2 separate regions of the Gossypium hirsutum genome follow, and region 1 is linked to region 2. Evidence: chromatin contacts called from public Hi-C data. All regions are on one chromosome and are shown on one strand. The core of a region is the stretch at or near the end of the contact, and the rest is flanking DNA. Distances in the headings are between cores, read along the strand shown.

Region 1 (6,502 bases), core at 1,818-4,317, 210 kb before region 2:
GTAAGGCAAAAGGAAAAACAACTTTAAGCTTATCATTATATTCTCCACCAACCTCATTACTAACTCCAAATGAATGGTGTTTGGAAATTTAGATACTCTGAATTGATCAACAACTTTCCACATTGAGGTTTTCAATCCATTCTTACCGTTAGAAGAATAACTTGAAAACTGAGATAATTTAGCGAAATTTGCATGAACATCATCAAATTTTCCAGATTTCACACTGGGAACAGCATGCACTCTGTCACTGGATGAATAAGAATCAGATGACTCTGACAAATGAGAAGCATTGCTAATGCTAGGTCCATTAGTGACAACAGTAGAGCCTGATTTTTCAAAATGGGAAGATGACAAGCTACCGACTAGCGGAAAATCTATATTGATAGCTTCTCTGGGATTTATAACATGCTGAATATTGTTAGATCCACATTCACCCTGGTTGGTGCATACAGAATTTGAGGACTTGGAGTTTCCTTCATTCGGAGAATCTAAACCACCATTTTCGGACAAAACTACTCCATCTGAAAGCTTGGAATGCCCCAAAGTAGTAGCACATTGAGTAGCATCATCCAATTTGGCATCTTTCACCTTGGAGACTTGCGGATATGAGGAAGAAGCATTTCCAGCCAAAGTAAATGAAAAATGTAAGGATGATCCAGAATCAAGTGAGGCCATTTTACTGCCTTCTTTATGATAAGAGTTAAATGACTCATTGTCATCAACACTTGTAGATGGAACTGATTCCAAAGTTCTGCCCCAAAAATCAGAAGAAAATCTAGAAGCCTCAGCATTTGAGCCCTCAGACATATCACTAACACCTAATCCTGAAGAACTAGTTGCTCTGCACTGGCTCTCTTCACTTTGATCAGGCTTGCTATGACTTAATTTAGAAATTTCATCTACAGAATCAACCAAACTGACAAATTTAGGGGATGATGGATTGGTTTGATCCACATTGTTGACAACAGAAGTCCAAAACGTGTCAAGATTAACATCAGCAGATGAGGAACCATCCAATTTATCAAGCTCATTTGAACTTACGCTCTCACACACAGAAACATCATCAGATGATTCACTACCAGCTGCAGACGAAAATCCTGAAAATGAAGCACTGGAAGATTCTGGAGCAGAGCTCAGTCCTTCCCTATCAGCATGAAACTCAACCTTTGCATCATCATCCTTCCCATCTAAAACCACAGAAGAGCTAGAGGAACTCAATAATGCAGGTCCTGTGATGGAACTAAACAATGCAGATTCAGTAGAGGATGTTCCAATTAACTTTGCATGTGACTTTTCTTCAATCTCATATCTATCTCCATATTGGTCTTGATTTATCGCCTTCTGACCATAATCGCTCCCTTCATCATGATTTTGGTGTATGGCAATGGCAGGTGGGTGGCATTCTTCCTTGTGACCTTGCCGCCAGTGAATAATTTGACACTTCGCAGAACTAAAACATCCAATTTTTGGTATTAAAAAAAAAAACTGTTAAAAGAACTTCTACAAAATCAATTGTATCATTAGAAAATAATGCTAAACACGGACATAATTTACTATTGTTGTCCCTTCAAATCAGTAAAAGAAATCCTTAGAATTACAACAAGGTGATAGGGGGAAAGCTAAAATATTTTCTCTATTCATTAGGTGGATTTTCTTTTGGTTACTTTTCCATCAAATGAACCACATTTTTAATGATTCGCAAATGTAGTTAGTGAACATACAAAACCTCAACTCTTAGATTAAAAAGAACCCCTAAACTGCAGACAAAAAAGGCACAAAGGAAAAGGTTATTTTCAAGAGGAATTGTTTTTCTAATATCCTGTCTTTGTAACCTAGAGATAGGAGGCTCAAACATGTAATTTACAAACCAAAACATTTTCAGAAAATCAGCATAAACATCCACCAAAAAATTGCAGCATTTAAGACCAACTCCAAACTTCCCATCAATGATAGATTGTGGATGTTGGGTTTAAAATTAATTTTCACAAAGTCTTCTAAATTGCTTCGTTGCTCACTACATAAACACTTACACGACTACCGTACATTCACACATGTTAAAGCGTATTTAAACTAGACCCACACTCGCCCTGCGCTACTTGAAGCACTTATCTAATCAAATATTTTTTCGATTACATACTCTTTAAGACAGTATTGTCAGATAAAAGAATCAAATTTATCTCAAATACATTTGAAACAAAATCGCCTAAACAAAAAGAAATCTCAATAATTATAAATAAATTAGAACAATAACACGAAATTAACAAGCTAACGTACCAATATCGAACCCCTTTACAGCGAGCGCACCGCGTGGTAGTAGGACAATAACAAACAGCACACTGGTGATAGTTCCGCGAAATAGAAACCGTACCGTATTCAATAGTCGCTTCAAGCTCGACTCTAGCCGCCTCCTCAGAGGCCAAAATCAAGAGCCTCTTTATCTCCGCTTGCCTTGCTACAGAAAACTGCCATTTCCGCCTTACGAAAAAGCCGATCAAAGGAAGGAGGAGGGAGAGCACGAGCACCAGGCTCGGAAACCCTAAATCCCAAATAAAAAGCATTTATCCTGCAGCCAATACCAATAGGCATCCAAAGTAGTCGGCAAATCCTACTCTCCAAATCTCAGCACTAGACATAGATTCCAACGACGTACCCGTCTTGATCGCTTTCGCGATGGAACAAACTCCGGCCGTCGAACATGCAACCGTAGCCGTTGGTGTGGACTGAAACAAGACGGTTGAACTGCACCGTGATCTCGAAAAATAGAATTATTTTATATTTTATAAAAAATAAAAATAAAATAAACAAATCTAAAAGGGAGTGGCAGTGGGAGAAGAATGTCGATATTGCTTGGGTTAGCAAAAAGGTGAAAGTTTAAGCTTCTTGTTGAGCTCGGAGGATTTTCAGACAATAAATTTTTTCCCTTTTTTAGATCGAGATTTTTACAGGGAGAAAGGGAAATAAAAGGAAAATAATATTAAAAAGGGACATTAACTTAGCAAAATAAATATTAAAATATGTTATTAAAAAGGGAAAATTGATGGTCGAGGGGGAAAGGAATTTTGTCTTCAGGTATCGAGAAGCGTGAATTCTTTGGCCATCAAATATTCGAACCAGGGTGGGGGCCACGGGTTGAACCGGCTAACTTCCGGTCTTTTTCATTATTTATTAGCGGGGGTTGTTTTTGATTTGGTAATGGATACTGCGTTTGGACGGTCACAGTAATACGAGGAATCGGACGGTAGAGATTTGTTTTTGATTTGGTGGAGGCCGGAATCTGATGATGATGGTTCACTTACCATAACAATTATTCCTTTTCCAGTCTTTGAGTTTTCCCTCCGCTGGAAATAAACCATTCCACAAGTAATTGCTTTATTTAAACTATTATTATTTTATTTAAATAAAATTATAAATTTATTTAATGAATATGCCCGAATTAACCTTCGCATTTGAATTTCTTCGACTAGAAAATGTTTCCCATGTCTACCGTCACATCATTAATCAATTTTCTTTGTTTACATTAATTGAATAGCAAATAAAATGGTGAAAAGTTAATTTATTTGATTCTTTAATTTTTTTTAAAAATTATTTTTATTTATTTTTTATTTTAAAATTTATGTCAATTGTGAAATTATTTTAAAATAAATAGAAAAATTAATTTTTGTTAATTTTATCGATATGGCATAAATATAGATTACCTTATGAATATCGTGTCATCAATTAATTAATTTTTTAAAATTTAAAAATATTATAAAATTTATTAAAAATATAAGAGTTATTAAAATTATTAAAAAGTATATAGTTTTTTAATTTTTAAAAAATTAATTAATTTCTAATGTGATATACATGCGGACTGTCACATCAACAAAGTTAATGAATGTTATTTTTTTATCCATTTTGATTTAACAAATAATACAAGTTTATGACTTAAAAAAAATTATTAAATGAAAAACTAAAATAATTTTTTTTACAAAGTTGAAGGCTTAAAAAATCATTATATCTAAAAATTTGCTCTTTAAACTACTTTTACCTTTACATTTTATAAAGAAAATGATACTTTTAAATCAAAAATTTTAAATAGTGTAACGATAAAAAAAAGTAATTTTAAATAGTGTAATATATTGATATAAAAAATATATATAGCAATTTTAAATTTTATATAATATAAACTATTAATTGATATTCCAAATTTTATTGCGACTTTTATCTGTACGAAGTTATGATTTTCCTGAATTGGATTACGTTTTCCATAATGTTATTCATAATTATGATAAATAAAAACCAAATTTTGATATATTTTATTATTTAAGTCATTTTTGTAATACATGGGTCATAATACATTTGCAAATTTGGTGGTTAGTTTGTTGGAAAATGACATTGTTGTGAAATAGACTGAAATGGAAATCAAATTTATGACAAAAATGACCCATTTTTCTCTAATCACCTTTTTGACTCTGCTCAGTATTGAAGGGGTCTAATTTGTTGCACCTTGTTTTAGTCAGCGAATTAGAATGTCGGTTTCAAATCCCTACCTATTTACCACAAAAATTTAAAATATGCCCCTATTCGTACATTTAAATTTTAGTTCGTTATATTTTTGAGAATTCAATATTTTTATTTTTTAGATTTTAAAATTTAGATCTAATTTTATATTATTAAAATTTTTCGATAAAATTCATTAGTGTATCATTTTGAAATAATATAAAAATTCATTTCGTAACCATGTTACAAAAAAAAATTAGTGTTGTATTTGATCATAATTTAACATAAATATTTTAACCATCTCAACAATTCGACTTGTATTTTTTAAATCTAAAAAGTAGAAAAGTTAATTTATTCAAAATAAAAGCATGAAGATTAAATTTTAAATGTACAAAGAGTATAGGAACTTGAACATATCATTACCCTTTTATATGTATGTCTATATTTATATTTGTATAAACTTTTTGACAAGTTGGTGTGACGAAATGTATATATCATATATATATTATAAAAGAATAAATACAAATATTTTGGAAACATTTAGGTAGCATTAAGTGCTTTCCCATGTTATGATTTCAATGGAATGTGATTGCCGAGAAAGTTATTTTATAGCATTTGATATACATTGGAAGGTATTGATCAAAATCTTAAGAAAGTTACATTATCACATTTTGTTCACTAAATAGTCTCTTAGTAATGTAATGATAATTTATAAATTTACCCTTCTCAAATAAAGAACAATATTTATATATTTAATTTTTATAATAAACTTTGTTCTTAACAAATATTTGGATTAAATATTTAATAATAAATTGTAATTGATATTTTTATTTTTTTAATTTGTAATGTTAATTGAAAGCAAAATTGTTTCAAATTTGTCCTACTAATATTTTGTGAATATAATAATACACATATAAAATCAAGTATATATAAAACTTGTTTTGAATAAATTAAAAAGAAATATGTATATATAATAATTGTGAAGAATTCATTAAAATAAAATAAAAATCAAGTTGTAGGATAGAGGAAGAAGGCAATAATTTCTTTTTTTTTACATTTATTGATAGACTAATATCTTAAACCAATATAAAATAGAGTTTTTGTCTTAATATTTCTTTTAATTTTTTAATTTATATGGGAAAGTAATTTTTCACATTTTACTATGGAAACCACATTTCCATATTCATAAGAAAGTAATTTTTAAGAAAAATAAATAAAGTGTAACATATTAAACGTTAAAATTACTTTCTAAATGATTAAATTATCTTGAAAATTATTACATTTTCTTAAACCAAACGCTACCTTAATTCTAGACCAATTCTCTTAGTTCCGCTCGTTACCATTTATATTTCTCCAACATTCTAATTATTTGAAATAGAAGAATGGAATACAAATATTTTTGAAAACATTCAGTTCTAGTTGTTTGAAATTTCAATGCTTTGCAATGATTCAAGTCACATCCCTTTTATTTGTTGATTCAATCCTCATTATTCAAAACATTTTATATCTTAGGCTTTGTTTGTTTTAATGTATAAATTTTTTTGGAAAATATTTTCAACTCTTTTCAATATTTGTTTCATGTAAAATAAGATGGTCAACGTAAAATATTTTTCAGTCAATGTAAAATTACCCTCTTATTTCTGTAAAATGTCTTACCAATTTTTTTCATAAGACATTTTCAAAACTGATAACGCTTTATTCACTGTAACACTCTCATACTCGACCCGAACGTCGGGTTAAAACACCGGGATGTTACATTCTCTATTACATTCTTCACTTATAAAATATTTTCTTATAATCTTTCATAATTTTTCAATTTAGTTATTTTTTTGTCATAAAAGTTCAATATTCACTAATTAATCATATTAAATCAATTTTCTTTCTTGTTACACTTTTACCACATAATTTATTGCAATATCAAATTTATATGTATTTCACTCCTATTATTTCATCCACATATTTTTTCAAGTTTAACAATTTAATCCTTGTCAGCATAAAAATTCCATATTTTCCCACAATTTCA
Region 2 (7,364 bases), core at 2,859-5,358:
CGGCCTGGTAACATAGGCATATGGTTAGGCCGTGTGTCCCCTGCACCTTAAGTTTGAGAAACAGAATGCTCAGAATTAAGCACACGAGCAAAGACATGGGCGCGTGTCTCAGTCGTGTGTGCCACACGGCCTAGAACACGGGCATGTGTATTGGCCATGTGAAACCTGCACCTAATTTCGAATTGAATTAATTAACCACACGGCCTAGCATAGGGGCGTGTGACATGGCCGTGTGCACAAGTTAGAGAGTTACATGGGGTCGAACACGGCCTCTAACACGGGCGTGTCCCAGGGTCAAACAGGCGTGTCCCTTAGACCACATGGGCGTGTGAGCCCTGCACCTTGGAAAAATTTTGAAAAGTCGCAAAAAATTCTTAAAGTTCTCGATTAAGTCCCTACTCGATTCTAATGCACGTATTGGGCTTTGAAGGCCCAATTAAGGGACGTTATGAATGTTCTCGAATAATGAATAGTAACTTACATGAATTATTTGTAAAATGTTTTGAATGTTCCGGTAATACTCCTAAACGCTGTTCCGACGACGGATACGAGTTAGAAGTATTACACTGCTACTGTATTATATTACATTATCATTATTACTGACATATTAATACTAATATAAGATTTTCTTACAACCATAACTATAATTTGATTTAAAAGCCTAATACAATCATAAAAAGTTTGATTTTTTTTATGAAGAGGTTGTTTTAAAATTAAATTAAATTAAATTAAATCAATTGATATAATTGATTATAAGTTTATAGAAAACGAATTAGGATAGTAAAATAATATTTACTAAAAGTAATACAAATTATATATGTATTTGTGCTATAAGCAATAAAATATATGTTTGAAATTTTTTTATTAGAGCTAACATCGTTATCTTTTATAAAAAAATTAAGAAAAAAATATAAAAAGATTTCCTAAAAGAAGCTGGGGAATTTATACTAGTTGAGTATAAAAGAGAATAGGAGGCCCATATTGGGAGGAAACCGAATCTAGGAGTGGTGAACTTAATTGGGTTAGATAAAACGAGTTTATCCTTAGCCATAGGGCTTCACATTTCAGTCTTCTCTGTCCGTGGCTGATTTGCTTGTACTAGAGTGGGCTTTTAGTAAGGGACGAAGTCTGGAATTTTTTTAGGGTTAAAATCAAATTTAATTTTTACTATAATAAAAATATAATTTTATTATTTTAATAATTTATATTTTTATAGTTTTTAAAAAAATTAAATTAATTTTTTTTATAAATTTTAGGATGTCAAAATGTAATTTTTTTATTAATTTAAATTTTTAAAGGGTTTTAAATAAAAAATTTTTATTTTAGGAGGACTGAATCCTACCAACCCCTAATTACACCCCTTTTTTTTTTACTTTTTCTCACAACTTTTATTTTCTTCCATTGTAAATTCCCTGCGGATTGGCTTTCATTCAAAGTCCTTGTATCAGCTATTACTTATATTCTATGTTGCTCAATCCTTCAATTTTGTTGAACTACTCATTACCATACTCGTGTATATGGGAATGTTATCTTTCAAACCTAGCCATACCCATACCCATACCCGCATCTGAGTCAGAATAATGTAACTCTATGTCATGTTCTGTTTATAATAATAACCTTAAAAAGCCATATTGTATTTAACTTTCCTTCCCAGCTGTTTCTTGCCCTTTTGGGTTTATTTCCTTGTATGTTTTTAACTAATAAGGAATGAGGCATGATGTTTTGAGGTACAATATTGTATTTGATTTACCTTATGTTGTTGTGTTGTTATTTTGGCCAAACGATATGTTGTTTGAAGTTCTAAGAAAATACCAAGTGGTTAGAAAAAGTTGAAAGGTTTTTTTTTTTAATATTTAGAATGAATTCAAATTTTCAAGTTATTAAAATGATACAATTTTCTTTAAATATTATTAATTAAGATTATTCTTAAATTATAAAATGAATAAAGATTATAAAAAATTATTTTTATGAACATGAACCTTCGTATTTTTGAATATTTATAAACATTATCTCTAGAATGGAAGGAAAGAAAAGAAAAGAAAAAGTTAGATTCCTTGTGGCAAATATATTAGTTACAAAAGATTATTATATACTTTATGTTATTTTCTTATATTTTCGTCTATTCGTGCGTAGTACGAATTTTTTAATTTTTAATTTTAATTATTTTTCATATTATATTTATATCGTATAACCGTATAGTTATTAAATCTAACCATACGTAAAATGAATATCAACGAAAAGGTTAAATGGGTCTGAGTGAAGTATCATGAAATTCGTGAAGCCAGTAAGGATATAAGATAAGATGGTTGTGAAGCAGCTAAGAAAAAATAATGGAGAATCCAAGAAAATGTTACTTTTGAAATTTGACTCGTCGTGTACAAATACAATTGCATTGACGTTTGTGGATCATCCGAGCATTACATCAAATTAGTAGATTTTTTTCTGACTTATTATTGATTAGTGTTTTTATATTAATATTGAAAATTAGTAAATTTTCTCTTGTATATTAATTTAAAATTATGTTACATTATTACTTAAATTAAAGACATATAATTTTTTGTTGATGTATAGTGTTATATCATTGCATGAATCAAAATTTAGAAAAAAAAATACTAATTTCTTAATTAAACATAAACAAAAAAATTCAGGGACTACTTGAAGAAAAGTTACGAAACTTAGGGACTAAATGTGTTTTATCCCTAGATTTAATATAAAGCCTTTTTGGTTGTTGTACTAGTTTCTAAGTTTGGTAAGAGTACTATTTTTCATCACATTTCATTACTTGAGTTAGAAATAAACTAATTTTAATTAGTAAATTTTAGCCATACATATCATTAGTATTAATAAAGAGAAGATTTTTTTTTTTACTTATTTTGAAGATATTTTATTTTTTATTAAAGTTTTACTCATTATTCTAATTTTATGTATAAATTTGTACTAATTATTTTTTATGTTAAATTTATTATTTTAACGCATGCATCAAATAAACTTTTTATTATGTTATTACGTTGACAACCAAATGAAGCAAAGCCTATTGAGATTTTATGAGGACTTTTCTTTATTTTCGATTCAATTTAACCACAACCCTAGTTGTTTGACACACAACAAATTGGACATACACCGGCGAAAGCTTACGGCTTTTATAGAAAAAATGGCTGCCAGGTTTAAAAAACGCCATAATTATTGGCAAATAGATTCGAATATGCCGGTAAAATCTAATTTTCAAGACACTTTATTGCGTGTGCAATATTTTTTGCGGTTATTTTGGTTGCCCTTTTGCGAGGTTTATATTGTCAAACGCCACTAAAGATTATAAAATTGTAGTGATGATTCGCTGATGGTTTTTTAAAATAAATAAGTTTTAAATAATATATTTCCATTTATTATAAAAAACAATAATTCAACATTTTAAAGCCATATAATTTTAAAAAAATCAATTAAACTTTTATTAAACTTGGATGTATGATTGCCTTCAAATTTAATTGAATTTTCTATAAAAATTTGACCAATTAATTAGGTAAATGTGTTCACATAATATATGGAAACTAACATTAATATAGATATTAATAACCCATTTTTCAGTGGTGTCAAAAATAGTGATTTCGAGATCAAAATTTTGACAAATGAGTCCCTAAATATTATTTAATATTTACGAGTTAAATATGATGTTATTATAAATTTCGATTTTACAGATTTTATTAATTGGTCAATTAGTTAGCGTACAGGAGATTCGTACCAAAAATCATTAGTTTTGGAAAAAAAGGTTTTGGGACCTTATTTTCATGAAACGAGCTTGAAAATATTTTTATTAAATGTTTACGGAGGTATTACATAGATGAACTAAATTATGGATACGTAATCTCGTTGAATTGGTGACTAATTAAGGTACAATAACTAAATTGTAAAAGTTAGAAAAAATTCAATTGCATAAGAATCTTTAATTAAAACTTGGACAAGGGGCTTAAGAGGCAATTGACGACGGTTGGTGGCTTTTTAGTGTGTGAGTATAATGTTATAAATTTAATTAGTTTATAATATTTATAATTAAATTAATTTTTTTTGAAATTATAACTGATACTTGTATTAATGGGAAAATTCATAAACATCTCAGGCTTATAAGGACTACCCAACATTTGTTTGTTTTCTATAAGGCACCGAATCGGTGCATTTAATAACGTAAAATTAAAACAAAATAAAACAATAAAATAAAAAACCTAAAAAAAAACATAAAAGAAAGGAAACTCATTCTTGACCACAAAAGAACTGAAATGAAACGACTAATCTAATCAAATCAGACTTGAAAGCTCATCTTCCCTAGCGTTAAACCCCACATCTCCTCTGTATCAGTTACTCACATAGATCGATTATCGCCTAGAATCAAAGCTATTGACGTCTTCTTCTCGATCGGAATCGCGAGTTCATCGGACCAAAATATTGCGCAAAGTCCGGACTCTAACTCTCCACCTCTTCACACTCTCCGCAACCTCTCATTTTTTCATCCACCAACCCTTCCACCGCATGCGGAACTTCCTTTATCCAGTATAGGGGGTTTTCATATCACCGTCCTTCCATCGCCATCCCGTGGGCCACCTTATTAGCTTCCCTGGATATGTACCTAACGCTCACTCTTCTGAATCTAGATGTTCTTTCCTTAATTTCTCTAATCAGACAGCTTATTTCAGATTTATCTTCCCCTGCAGAGTTAATCTTTTGGATTACAGTTAGCGCATCTCCTTCAATGCAAATATCTTGAAAACCCATTTCCTCAGCCATAGTAATGGCTTGTAAGCACGCCTTTGCCTCGGCCATAACCGGATCTGAGACGTCTTCCCACGGAAAGGTACATGCTGCCATCACCAGACCTTCATTATTTCTCGCTATAACACCTGAACACGATTTTCTTGTATGATAGTTGAATGAAGCGTCAAAGTTTACTTTAATAGTGTTATTCTCTAGAGGTTTCCATTTAAAACTATCCATTACCTGTACTTGCCTTAACACCACCCCCAGTGTGTTTATTTCTGTGCAATAAGCTTTAACAAATCCAACTACCTCATGAGCTTGTTCACGAATCCCCTCATGGTAAATCTTATTTCTGTTATACCATATAGCCCAATAAGCAATAGCTCTGATTCTGCATGCTTCAATGTTTAAATTATTGAACTCTATTGCTAACCACATCTTCCAATCTGTTTCTTCATTGCATGGTAAAACTGATGCCCCCAATCCCTGTAAAACCTGCTGTGTGAAATGGCAATCTCTGAACAGGTGACAAATCGTTTCCTCGACTGCTTAACAAACCGGGCCGATTGAAGTAGTAACTAAATTACGACTTCTTAGATTGTATAAAGTAGGGATGTAATTCTTAGCTATTCGCCACATGTGTATTTTTATTTTACTTGGTACTTGGAGCCTCCATAGTTTTGTAAAAATTGTATCTGAAGAATCAGTTTGAACATGAGGTCCCTCTGTTGTAATTTGCCACTTATATCCACTTTTCACTGTATACACCCCTGTGTTGTCACCCCTCCAAATTAAGACATCCTTTGGTTCACTACACACCAATGGGATTCACAATATTTTTGCAAGCTGTTCTTCTTTGAATAATTCTCGAATTGTATCTTGCTTTTAGGTAATAGTTTCTTTGTCGATTAAGTCTGCTACTTTTGTATACCTAATGTCAATATTCTAACCTTGAACTCTCCCGTATCCAGGTCCTGGTAGCCATGCATCATTCCATATGTTCACTGCCTCACCATTCCCAATTCGCCAACCAAGTCCCTCCTCGAGGAGATGCCGAGCACCCCAAATACTTCTCCAGGTATATGAAGGGTAAGAGCCTAATCTCGCACTCATAAAATCCCTTTTTTGGAAATATTTTACTTTCATTAACGAGCAAACAAACAATTCGGCTGCATAATAATTTTCCATCCCTGTTTTGCTAATAACGCCAAGTTGAACTTAGATAAGTCTTTAAAGCCTGTACCTCCCTGCGCTTTGGGGATACATATATCACGCCATTTACACTAATGTATTCCTTTGTTTGTCTTCGAACTACGCCACCAAAATTTGTTCATTATACGCTCTAGCTCTTGACAGAAGGACAATGGTAATTTAAAACATTGCATTGCATAAATCGGTATCGCCTGTAAAATTGATTTTAAAAATACCTCCTTACCCCCTGTCGACAAGACTCGCATGCTCCAGTTATTCAGCAACTTAGCAAAACGTTCTTTAATGTCGATAAAAGTATGTTTTTTCGACGTCCTACCATGGTTGGAAGCCCCAAATACCGTTCTAGGTTATTAGAAATCCTTAACCCCAAAATACTACCCACTTGATTCTTTACGTCAACGCCAATATTGCCACTGAAATAGATAAGAGATTTCTCAAAGTTGACCAATTGCCCCGACATTCTTTTATATTCCATAATCACACTTTTCATATTAGATGCTCTTTAAGTGGATGTTCTCCAAATAACATACTGTCATCAGAAAAAAATAAATGGGATACCGAAACGTTACCTCTTCCCACCTTTGTTGCCAAAATTTGCCCTCCTTTTTTCGCTAGTGCAAGTAATCGTGAAAACCTTCGGGGCAAATGAAGAACAAATACGGGCTAAGCAGATCTCCTTGTCTTAAACCTCTATGAGACTTAAACTCCTCTCCATATCTTCCATTGATCACCACAGTATACACTACACTGGATATGCACTTTATAATCAAAGCAATCCATTCTTCACAGAATCCCATACTTCGTATCATTTTTCCTAAAAAACCCCATTCAACTTGGTCGTACGCCTTGCTCATATCCAGCTTTAAAGCAAAGCTTTTCTTCGATGTCCCTCTATGTTTCTTGAATGAATGCAGAATTTCGTAAGCTACAAGAATGTTGTCAGTGACATTCCTCCCAAGAACAAACGCCCATTGTGTATCTTCAATACAATAGTGCAAAACTCGTCGGAATCTATGAACTAGCACTTTCAAAACAATTTTGTAAATAACATTACACAAGCTGATGGGTCGAAATTGACTCATTGAAGTTGGTGAATTCACTTTAGGAATAAGAACAATGCTCGTTTTGTTAATTTCTCCCACATCTCTTCGTCCATTCAGTACATCCAAGCAGAACATAATGACATCACCCCCAATAATATGCCAATATTTCTGGTAAAATAACGCCGGATATCCATCCTTTCCTGATGCTTTAAGAGGTCTAATAGATTTTATCTCCTCTACAATCTCTTCTGCTTTAAACTCCACCATTAAGTCCCTGTTAAGATCCTCCGTAATGCATGGAATGAATGACCCCAATAAACAATCACAATCTCCAGCTCTAGTTGACGAAAATAAATCTTTAAAATA

What was found. A called contact is a pair of places that touch in the nucleus more often than the background predicts.
Region 1: a contact with region 2 is called in a Hi-C map of hypocotyl, with 3 times the contacts expected there. The contact joins the promoter of LOC107951413 here to the enhancer-like site in region 2. A contact is called at or near these places in 5 of 34 Hi-C or Micro-C datasets (hypocotyl, leaf and seedling).

Annotation. Positions count from the first base shown.
Region 1 is chrA02:18,416,272-18,422,773 of Gossypium_hirsutum_v2.1, reverse strand. LOC107951413 (ubiquitin carboxyl-terminal hydrolase 16) reads right to left here and starts at 3,067. Exons shown (of 11, transcript XM_041083447.1): 1 at 2,275-3,067; 2 at 49-1,450. The coding sequence starts at 2,558.
Region 2 is chrA02:18,207,350-18,214,713 of Gossypium_hirsutum_v2.1, reverse strand. No RefSeq gene overlaps it. Among protein-coding and RNA genes, the nearest start is that of LOC107952266, 16 kb to the right of the region's middle. Within about 2 kb of position 4,108, at least 7 of the 9 cell types and tissues checked have an H3K27ac peak or open chromatin away from gene starts, as enhancers often do. A contact at or near this core is called in hypocotyl, where this site is marked.